Regions from separate parts of the Rattus norvegicus genome. Here region 2 is linked to region 1. Evidence: chromatin contacts called from public Hi-C data. All regions are on one chromosome and are shown on one strand. The core of a region is the stretch at or near the end of the contact, and the rest is flanking DNA. Distances in the headings are between cores, read along the strand shown.

What was found. A called contact is a pair of places that touch in the nucleus more often than the background predicts.
Region 2: a contact with region 1 is called in a Hi-C map of liver, with 2.4 times the contacts expected there. The contact joins the promoter of Usf1 here to the promoter of Ufc1 in region 1. A contact is called at or near these places in 4 of 12 Hi-C or Micro-C datasets (Schwann cells, frontal cortex, liver and 1 more).

What each region holds. Positions count from the first base shown.
Region 1 is chr13:86,243,957-86,249,787 of GRCr8, forward strand. It overlaps Ufc1 (ubiquitin-fold modifier conjugating enzyme 1), which reads right to left and starts at 4,534. Exons shown (of 6, transcript NM_001003709.3): 1 at 4,207-4,534. The coding sequence starts at 4,329.
Region 2 is chr13:86,374,013-86,379,804 of GRCr8, forward strand. It overlaps Usf1 (upstream transcription factor 1), which reads left to right and starts at 3,750. Exons shown (of 11, transcript NM_031777.3): 1 at 3,750-3,795. It overlaps Arhgap30 (Rho GTPase activating protein 30), which reads left to right. Exons shown (of 12, transcript NM_001109077.1): 11 at 1-92; 12 at 185-2,063. The coding sequence ends at 1,780.

The DNA of each region.
Region 1 (5,831 bases), core at 3,284-5,783:
TTTTTCTCTGTTTAAAATCAAACAGGAAACAAACATCAACTCTGTTATACACTAACGGTCTTCAAAGTACATCATTTGTACAAGAGAAGGACTAAGAACCAAATTGTTTACAGAGATCCAAGCACGAGTGAGAGAGCACACTCCTCACATGTCCAGCCCAGATTTTTAACAACTTTAAAGACATAAGCAAAATGAAAGAAAAGACTAAAGGAGTTAAGTTGGGGGCTTTCTCAGAGCAGATAATAGAAGATTCCCCACAATATCGCAAGCACAGAATATCTCGAGACTTGTGCGGTTATTTTCTCACTTCTGATAGTGTTTTTCCTCGGCCCCAAACACAGTTTACCACATACATTATTCCTGGAGGGCCCTGGGCTAACTTCCATTAGCAGCCACAAGCTAGTGACTCAAATCTCTATCTTTAGTTCAAGCCTCTGTCGGAATTTCAGATTCTAGTATCCAACTGTACACTTCAATGTATACCTTTATCTAACAGAAACTAGAAACTTAGAACTTCCAACTGGACTTTCTACTGTCCCACTCTCTCTTCCTCTTCAGGGTCTCCCATCTAGTCTGCCCTCAACCTACCTTATATAACTAAGAATGATGACTCTCCTGCCTCCACCTCCTGAGTGCTGGGATAAAGGTATGGACGGCTGTAGCTGCTGGTCTTTGTTACTTTGTGGGTACTTCCTTTTCCTACCCTTTATCCACCACCCCCTCAGTTTTACCCCCCCACACTAGATAGGAGAGAACAAGGATAGAGGGGAGGGGCCAATTAGGAAAGTCCCTGAATCTAATTTCTTTCCTTTAGCTTCTTCTTTGACCACAGCTACTAACAAACTGTAACCAACCTCCTTTAACAATTAACAACAGCCCCTTGACTGCCCCCTCTCAGGGGCCCTCACATTTATGTACCCTCTGAAAAGTTCCCAGAATTTCAAATGTTGCACAACTGCAGAAATTGTCTGCAGCTGGCAAAACCATGCCTCTTTTAGAGCTTGGGGCAAATCATGGTCAGCCGCTGTCGATCCAAAGCAGCCCTACATCCCCATACCTGGGACTAAAGTAAAAAACATTCTTAAAACATTTCTGGGTTCTTGTTGTTTGTTTGTTTTTGTTTTGAATTCTAGAATTCTCACTACAAACCACCATAGACATTCTCAATTTCAGAGGGCAGTCTCAGTCACCTGAGCCAGATCACCAGCCTTCATCCCTGGCTTTTTCCCTTCATTTTCATGATTTTAGTTTCTGCTGTTCATCTGTTACAGGTCTTCCTGTAGCCAGGGCTGGAACTAAACTCACTGAAATTCTCCTGTCTCTGGCTCCCCTGTACTAGGTTTAGAGGTATATAGTGTAACACCTAGCCTTAGCCCCAGCCCAAATTTTATCCTTTTTCCCCCTTGATAGTCTCACTAAATTGCTCAGGCTGGCCTTAAAGTCATTCTGTAACAACTTGTGATGGTTTGTATATGCTGGGCCCAGGGAGTAAGTGCCCCTATTAGAAGGTGGCCCTGTGGGGCTGGAGAGATGGCTCAGCGGTTAAGAGCACCCGACTGCTCTTCCAGAGGTCATGAGTTCAATTCCCAGCAACCACATGGTGGCTCACAACCATCTAAATAAATCTTAAAAAAAAAAAAAAAAAGAAGGTGGCCCTGTTGAAATAGGTGTAGAATTGTGGGTGTGGTTTTCTTAGATTTTATTTATTTATTTATTTATTTATTTGTTTATTTATTTATTTATTATATATAAGTACACTGTAGCTGTCTTCAGACACACCAGAAGAGGGCATCAGATCTCATTGCAGATGGCTGTGAGCCACCATGTGGTTTCTGGATATGAACTCAGGACCTTTGGAAGAGCAGTCAGTGCTCTTAAGCACTGAGCCATCTAACCAGCCTGGGTTGGGTTTTAAGACCCTCATCCTAGCTGCCTGGAAGTGAGTATTCTGCTAGCAGCCTTCAGATGAAGATGTAGAACTCTCAGCTCCTCCTGCACCATGCCTGCCTGGCCGCTGCCTTGTTCCCACCTTGATGATAACGGATTGAACCTCTGAACTTGTAAGCCAGGCCCAATTAAATGTTGTCCGTATAAGACTTGCCTTGACTGTGTTGTCTGTTCACAGCAGTAAATCCCTAAGACATAACTCAAGAAGGCTTTGAAACTGTCCAAGCTAGCTGCACTCTTTCTACCTCAGCATCCCCAGTGCTAAAATTATAAGCTTTCTCCTTATACCATGCTGTTCCTAGCTCGCATCCTCTACTCATGGTGACTAGAAGAGGGGATCGGATCCCCTGAGACTGGAGTTATGGATGGTTGTGAGCAATCACGTAAGTGCTGGAAACCATACCAGGTCCTCTGCAAGGGCAGTTACGGAGCCATTTCTTCATCCTGTCCTTACATCCTGAGTATCCTTTTCCTACCCCTACCCTTATGTTTTATATGCTAATATGGGGAGTGTGTGAACCCATGCCTGTGGTAATCAGAGGAAAACCTGAAGGCCAATTGTCTTCTACTGTGGGTTTCAGGGATCAAACTAAAGTTGTTCAGGCTTAGTGGAAGGTGCTTTACAAACTGAGCCATCTCTCTCTGGCCCCCAAGTTTACACCTTAAGTTTTAATTCAAGTTTTACCACTTCTAAGAAGCCTAACTGTAGCTGGCTTTTAGCTACTTTATGGTTTCTTGTTTTCTCACCCTTTATCTCCCAGCTTCATCTCCTATCACTAGGTAGGAGAAAAAGAAAAATACAGGAGAAAGGAAAGGGGGGGTGGTGGAATCCCTGAATCTAGGTTCTTGTTTCTTCTTTGTGCAAGACTGCTAACAAACCACAGCCAATGTCCCTGAGTGACCAACAACCACCAAAATGCCACCAGAGCTCTAGCATTCATATAACCTCTGAAAATTTCCCAGAACAATTGTCACACAATCGTGGAAATTATCTGCAGCTAGCAAACCCAGGCCTCTGTAGAGCAAGAGGCAAATCATAGTCAGCTGCTTTGAAGCAGTCCCATATCCCCGCACCCGGGATTAAAACAAAAACATATTCTTATGTTTCTGTAACCAAAATTCCAGAATTCTCACTACACCTTACTCATCTTGTTTTCTCTGCCCCATATTCTCAAAATACCCTAGTTACGTCTCTATGTCTCCACTTTTTAAAAAAGATTTATTTATTCTATATAAGTACATTGTAACTGTCTTCAGACACACCAGAAGAGGGCATCAGATCCCATTACAGATGGTTGTGAGCCACCATATGGTTGCTGGGAAGTGAACTCAGGACCTTTGGAAGTGCAGTCAGTGCTCTTAACTGCTAAGCCATCAGTCCGGTCCCGTTTCTCCACTTAAACACAGTTTAATACTGTTTCTGTCAGTCTCCGTAGAGCCACTTTTTCGGTTTTATATACTCTTCCTAGGTACTAGTAACTCAATGTCTTATTGTTGTTGTGCTTGAGGCAGGGTCTCATATAGCAGACTGGCTTTGAATTCATTATGTAGTCTAAAATGACCTGAGCTTCCAATCCTCGTCCCTTCACATCCTGGATACTGAGAATGCATGATCCATGTCAATGGATCCATGAATGGTAGAGATAGAACCTAGAACATCTTGCAGGCTAAGAGAGCACTCTGCCAATTTATCAGTGAGGCAATATATAACGCGGGCGATTTACTGTTTTTTGAAGCAGATAGAAAGCACCAAAAGGAGGGGAATTTTTTTCTTCCCATAACAGAGGAATTAGCTGAACGGATGGCTAATTTATAACTAAAATATCTATCTCTTAACTCTCTACCTCTAAACACTTGAGGTTTTCAGTCCTCACAGTCATCCCGTTCATTTCATCACTAAGAATGAAAGAAGAGCAGTGATGCACAGAGACTTCTTTGGGCTCTGAGAAGTATTTTTGACCCTCTTTACGCCTTCAGCCAGCAGAGCAAACACCTGGCGCAAGAGACACGTCACCTTCCCGGAATACTGCTGTTTTTTCCTTCAAGGTCTAGCCCTACTGTGCTCCTAACCAGAATCTCTTCTGCATCTTTCCTCCGGCCATCCGTAACGCCCCCAAACCCCCAAACAGTCGCATTTATATGAATTTAGATTTTAAAACTTCAAAACCGGAAGCGGCTTCCACCCGGAGCCAATTCCCGAGCACACCTGATTACCCGCCACCCCTCTGCTACGCCGTCAACCACAGGAGTAAAACTGACCCGGATAAGGGACTGATATTCCTCCTTTAGTCGCTGCACCCACAATTCCCGATCTCGGGGTCCGGCGTTAGTCTTCAGCACCGGGATCTCAGACACGACCCGCCGGGTGGCCTCGTCCGCCATCTTGGACCAGGGCTCAAGAAAATTGCGGAAGTGGAGTTACTTGTAACTTACTCACGGCGTCGCCATCTTTACTGTGGGAAGATGAGGCGTATTGCCTTAAGGCCGTCTCTGAATGCACTCGACTTTTATTTTTGAAAGAAAATAAAATTGACCCACTGGCGCAAGCGTCCGAAGAACAGAATGGAGGTGGGTTACTCTGTTCAGAATATGGCACCTATCATTAAATCACCGGACACTGCTCAGAGAGTGACTTCCGTTCATGCTCAGAAGCAATCTCGGGGGGGCTGGAGAGATGGCTCAGCGGTTAAGAGCACTGACTGGTCTTCCTAGAGGTCCTGAGTTCAAATCCCAGCAACCACATGGTGGCTCACAACCATCTGTAATGGGATCTGATGCCCTCTTCTGGTGTGTGTGAAGACAGAAGCAATCTCGGGAAAAAAAAAAAAAAAAGGTTTTCTAGACACTCTTCAAAGTACTGACTCTTTTTTTTTTTTTTTTTGTTCTTTTTTTTCAGAGCTGGGGACCGAACCCAGGGCCTTGCGCTTCCTAGGCAAGCGCTCTACCACTGAGCTAAATCTCCAACCCCCAAAGTACTGACTCTTAAGATGGGCAATTTACGTGTTTGTGCTTCAGAGTGAGTTCTTTAGTTTCAATCCGTGCTCTGAAAAATTAACACAACTGAATTAGAAAGTACATGTGCTTGTTTGTTTTTTAAAGGACGTTGGATCCTATATGCCCCAGACTTGTCTCAAACACATACAGGATGGCCCGGAGCTATGCTTATGTTAAAAATTAATGTGTTTAGGTTTTAAAACCAACATAAAAATGAAACTTTTTTTTTCAAAGAGTTAATGAATATCTTTTGGAATATCTTTTGTGTGCCATACACTTAGTATATAGACATTATTCCTTCCTAGATGAATTCACCCAAATGGCTAGAGGACAGTCACTGAATGCCTATTCTAAGCCTATGACAGATCTTCTAGTAACTTTTTGTTTTTGATTAGACCAGGCTGGCCTCTGACTTACAGAGAGATCTGCCTGCCTCTGTCTCCCAAATGATGGTCGGGTAATTTTGAAATTTGTTTGGCACCAAGAACCCTCAATAAGTATGTTGGCCCACATCTGTTACCCCAGAACAGATGGGGGTCAAGGTCAGAAGATTGCTGCAACTCAGTCTAAAAGGAACAAACCACCCCATGTGTGGCAGCTGTTGTGGCTGCCTTCAATCCCAGCATTTGGGAGTCAGAGGCCTCCACAGTTGACCTTGGTCAGTTTGAGTCTACACTGATGATGAGATCATGTTCCAAGGTGAACAAGTTCCAAGGCGGTGGTGTTGGTATCAGGAATTGCCTTTACCTCCAACAGTGACGACGTTTGTCACTGTTGTCATGGCAACGGCCATACATTCCCAGTAAACTTTTGGTTTAATTCCCACCTCCACCTGGGAATAGTTACGTCACATTCCAAATAAAAGGCAGACTTCTGCCCTCTTCCTCTCT
Region 2 (5,792 bases), core at 2,500-4,999, 130 kb after region 1:
CAGCAGGAGCAGCAGGAGCAGCAGCTTTCTCCCTTGGGGAGGATGACCCTGGGATGGGCTACCTGGAGGAGCTCCTGAGAGTTGGGCCTCAGGTAAGGAGGAGATACGTTGGGTCTAAGAGTAGTGTATAGCCCAGAAAGTGGATAGAGCTACCTGGTCCTTAGCCACAATCTTATGCCTACAGGTGGAAGAGTTCTCTGTGGAGCCACCCCTGGATGATCTGTCTCTGGATGATGCACAATATGTCCTGGCTCCTAACTGCTGTTCCCTTGATTCTGCTAGTCCTGACGTAGAAGAGGACTATGGGGAAGAAGTCTTCTTGAGTGCCTATGATGATCTGAGTCCCCTTCTGGGGCCTAAACCCATCAACTGGGAAGGTGTAGGGAGTCTGGAGGAAGAGACAGCAAGGTGTGGGAAACAATCTCCAACACAGGCTGAAGAAGAACAGGCATGCTGGGAAACTGGGCAGGACACAGAGGCTGAGCCCCAAAGCACATCAGATAACAGGGAAGAAGCCGAGTCAGCTCCAGAGACTGAGATTGAGGCTGGAAAGCCTGATGAGAAAGGAGGGGAGGCTGAAAGAAGCCAAGAGGTGATGGGTAGTTTGGAAGAAGGGAATGGGGAAGAGCTAGAGGCCAAGGAAGAAAATTCCAAAGGTCAAGAGGCTGAAAGTATAGAGGAGATCAAGGATATGGGCAAAACAAGAGAACAGGGTAGAGATGAGGAGAGAGAGATCGAGAGAAAAGGAGGAGCCGAGAAAGGAGAGGACACCCCAGTAGAATCTGAGCTGGATCCAGAGCATATGCCCCAGGAATACCTGGTTCCTGAGGAGAGCTGGGTTGTTATTCATAAACATGAGGCTGAGAAAGGCAGAGAGGGTGATATCAGACTGAGGAGGAAGAGTGACCATAAGTCAAGAGAAGACCAAGGACACGGTGAAGACAGTAGAAGTCCAGAAGAAGGTGATAATGGGAAGGAAGTGGATAACAGCAAGGAACAAAAAAGCATAGATGTAGAAACTGAAGGCATGAGAGGTGTTGGTGTCCACTTAGAAGAGGGGGGCCTCTCTGAAGGGCCAGGTGTCGAGTTACTGAGGGTTGCCAGCACAGAAGAAATCAATGAAACCTCTGAAATGGAACAAGCCCCCGTACAGCCATCTGAAATGGAAGGGATGGAGGCTGAGGGACAGCTCAACCCTGAGACATGTGACATGTATTCTTGTCCCTGTGGGTCAACTGGTGGTGTGGGCATGCGTCTGGCTTCCACCCTAGTTCAGGTCCGACAGGTCCGTTCTGTTCCTGTAGTGCCCCCCAAACCACAGTTTGCCAAGATGCCCAGTGCAATGTGTAGCAAGATCCACATAGCACCAGCAAACCCATGTCCAAGGCCTGGTAGGCTTGATGGGACTCCTGGAGAAAAATGGAGTTCTCGAGCTTCCTGGAGGAATGGAGGTAGTCTTTCTTTTGATGCTGCTGTGGCCCTGGCCCGGGAACGCCAGAGGACCGAAGCTCAGGGAGTTCGGCGGACCCAGACCTGTACTGGAGGTGGGGATTATAGCCTCAATTCCAGAACCTCTCCTTGTAGCATGATCCCTGCCCATTCTTCCCGGCCCTTTAGCTGTCTGGAGCTCCCACCTGATGCCATAGAAGGGTCTGAGCCCAGGAGTCGGTTTAGTCTGCCCCCTAGAGAGCTTCACCCTGCTGTACCTCTTGTGGTCCCTCAGCGCCAGACATATGCATTTGAAACACAGACCAATCATGGGAAAGATGAAAGGGTGTGATGAAGACTGGACAAGAAGGACCAAGAAATCATCACCAATCTCTGGAGTACTTGCCTAACTATCTTTGATGCCTTAGCAGCTGTGATGTCTAATTCCATAGGCTTGGGTCCTCCAGTTACTTGTTTTGACCTTAGGAGGCACTGCCTTGGTGGGTGTACTTGAGTTTGTGTTAGACACAAAAAGCACTTATGTCTTAGCAGAGTCTTAAGGAATATAAAAGATCTTGTTTCCATGGAACTGTGTTATTAGCCAAAACATAGGGAAGGTAGAAGCTTACGGTTTTTATTCTAAATTTAATACAGAGGGGGAATTCCAGACAAACTCCCGCCCTCTTCTAAGACTGTGAACTTCTGTTCACAGAAGTCTAGGGTAGATGTGGGAGATATAGGACCAGATATAGAATAGCTCACCCCTGTTTTGTTCCCAGATTTTTGTCCATCTCCTGACCCTCTTTAGTTTCAGAGTAGGAGAAACATATATCCAAGAAGTTCTTTAAAGTCCTCAGTGTTTGCTGAAGAGAATGGATGACATCTCTGCCTTCAATTGTTTTACAGAAGAGGTCCTATACAGATCTCACTGATGTTTCTTTTCCCCATTAGAATAACCTCCATTAGAATAACCTCCTCCCATTTTAGGAAAAGAAAATTTTGTCACTTTGGCCCTACCACTGTCTCTACTCAAGCTGGGACTACAGGTCCCATTTAGCAATGGTGGCTGTTTGATAATAAAAGCTGATTTTTTTTTTTTTTTTACTTTTAAATTGTGTATGTACTTACTTTTATTAAAGTTTTGGGTGAAAGGGATCACATTTGTTGCCAAAATGTACATATCTCGTTTTTTCTTATTTAGATATTCTTCCTCAGTTGTCATGGAAACCTGTGGCTAGAAAGTAGAACTGGGTTCACGGTGGTCAAGAAATGGGGAAGAGAAAACTGTATTTACATAATGTTCAACTAATGCCAGGAATTGGGCTAGATTTGTATGCTTAAAAACTCTTGAATTTATTCAATCCACTAATTTGGTGAAGGTGAATTGGCATTCGAATTTTACAGGGACATTGAGGAGATTAAGTTGTAACTAAGTAAAAATGCTTATCAAAGATCTCAGAGTCAAGAAATGGCCGTTTCTAGGTGTGGTGGCATGTCTTTAATCCTAGCAGTTAGGGGTTGGGGGGAGATCTCGTGTATTGAGTCCAGCATGATTTATGTAGGACAGGCAGTTCAGGACTATGTAAAGAGACCTTATCTCAAAGAAAAAAACAAAGAAACAAAAGAAAAAAAAAAAACAAAAAACAAAAGGGTGTCAGTTCAGGGTCCGAATGACTTCAGAATCTGAATTCTACCTATTACACTTCACTATTCCAAAATCATTCTGGGTGTTTTCACTATTCCAAAATCATTCTGGGTATACACCCAGGAAAATGGTAATCAAAATAGTCACACAAATGAGGTAAACTGGAAGCTATAAGATCTTCAGAGTATTGTTGACGCTAATACAAAGGAATATACTCAGATCCACGTACGCCCAGAAATGTCCCAAACTCCACTTGGAAACCCCTCAAAATGATGCCCTGATCCAAGATGGCGTCCCAAATTGCCCTTATGAAAGATGGCGCCTAAGAACGCCGTTTCTCCCTCTACTTCCTTTGACTGGAACTAAAAAAAGGCTCCGCCTACCACAAAGATGGAAATATAATATAGTCGTTCTTTTTTTTTCCTGGTTCTTGCTGAAAGCAAGTAGGACTCTAGCGACGTTCCCAACGATACTGTTTCTCTTCTGAGCCCGTATCAACTCACATCTCCAGGTCGGTTCTAGACCGCATCAAGTTTGAAGTGAACGGAAGTGCGGCAGCTCTGGGGCTGTCTGTAGGTTGGGCGGGTCGAGGACACACTTCCGCCCCTCACCAATATGGCCGCAGGCTGGGACTGCGCATGAGCAGCTGTCTATGGAGAGACCTAGATCCAAAGACGGAGAACGCTGCCGGGGGAAATTGGCGACTGAAGCGGCCTGGGCCGGTGAGTGCGTTGGAGCGGGCCAGAGTCCGGAGACGGGGTGGATCGGCAAGGCGGGGCACCTTTGGTTTTTGCTAGATTTTTCTCAGGCAAGGCCACGCCTGGGCACGGAGCCTTTGTTTTGGGGGAGGGGGCCGTGCCTGGCTCTTTATCTCCTGCCCTGCTTTGTGGGCCAGGCTCGCTCCCCGCCCTGGAGTGCACACGTCCCACCCGCCCCCGGTGTTCAGCTGCGAGCCTCAGGCCTCGGGAGGTCTCCGGCGTCCTAACCCGTCTCTCCTCCGCGGAGCAGCTGGGGCGTGGGCGAGCGGGGCTGGGCCGGCGGGGTCACCGCGCGGGCTGTGGGGCTCGCGCCTGGCGGGTGCTCAAGTCCCCAAGCGCCTACTACTAGTTGGTGGGCCTGGAGGGAGACGCCTCGTTCTCAGGCAAGGTCCCGGCGCCTGAATTCTTTGGGAACTTGATCTATTTGTGTGCGTGTTTCTTTTATTTCTTTTTTTTTTCTTTCTGCCTTTGCGTCTGTGCTTGGTGAGGACGTTTGCTGGGCCCTCCTTTTTTTTTTGAGCATGCAAACCACAACATCCTAGGCTGATTTCCGTGTCACATATTATTAATGCTCAGGAAACGCTTCCGGATGTACAACCAAGATTTGAGTAAGTAGCCTAACGCCGTTGCTGGGTGGCCTCAGAAGTTGCGCTGACAGCTGTGGGCTATACAGTTGCCTTCTGTGCCTTGCCCTCTCTTTCATTGCCTCCTCCTGCTGGCCATGCAACAAGCTTGGGAGGAGGAAGAGTTCCTCCCGTTAGAGGATGGAGACCTAGGTGGTCCCCAAGCCCGGACTCTGCCTCCCTTTGCAGCATTACTTTGTACGGACAGTTTCACTTTCAGTTCCTTTTTGTTGTTGTTTTTGTTGTTGATGATGATGTTACCGTTTTCTTTGCACACGGTCTTTCCAAGGCATATTATCCGCTAAACTAAGATTTTCCTTGGATTAGAAAGGTTTGGAGGATTATACGGGTAGAGCATTTTAAAAATCTTGTTCTTTCTTGTTGAGATTATTTTATTGCTTTGTACTGTGTAGCTGTTTCTTTCTGGAGGCATCTGTCTGTACAGTCCTTTGTTTTTCCTTTTCTCTGGCGGGTTGTCAAAAGTCCTAAGGCAGGAACATTGTAGATGGACTCCTCCCCCATTGTCTTCTTCAGAACCCTGAGCCTGGAGGTTTTTCCCCCCTCCTCCTGAGGCTTAGTTGATTTGGAGTTGTCATGGCAACATTTTAGCAACTGTGTTGCTCTACAGGAAGCCTTGCTGAATAAAATAAAGAAGCCTTGAATATGATGCACTTGGGCACTGGTGTTTGTAACAGATGCTGTAAATCTGGACTCTCACAAAACAAGAGCCCTGATAGCAGAATGATGCCCAAGAGCCAAACCTCAGTTTTATGTTTAGCGATGGTTTCCCAGTGGCAAAAAACATGTCAGTTTTTCCCTTCTTAGAGAGGACTGGAATGCATTTTCTGTTCTTACTTGATTTTGAAGCAGGATCTCTCTATACATAGCCTTGGCTGTCCTGAAACTCTGTAGACCAAGCTGGCGTTGAACTCACAGAGAATCACCTGCCTCTGCCCCCTAAGTGCTGGGACTGTGTGCACCAAAACCCCTGGTGAGGACTAGAATGTCTTTTTAGAATGTTCTTTTTTGTTTTTTTGTAGAAAGGGTTTCTCTGTGTAGCCCTGGCTGTCCTAGAACTCACCCTGTTGATCACCCTGTTGATCAGGCTGGCCTTGAACTCCGAGATCTGCCTGCTTCTGCCTTCTGAGTGTTGGGATCAAAGGATCCAACCACTACCTCCCAGCTTTGAATTTCTTTTTGCAGTCTGTGTCTGAGAAGCTGGAACCAGATGGACCGTAGGTAGGTAGGTAGGTTGGTTATGATGTGGTGGGTGTTAGTTAATAGTTTGGATAGTGGTGGTCTAAACTTTGCCCTTGCTATTCCTAAGGAGCTGCTGTC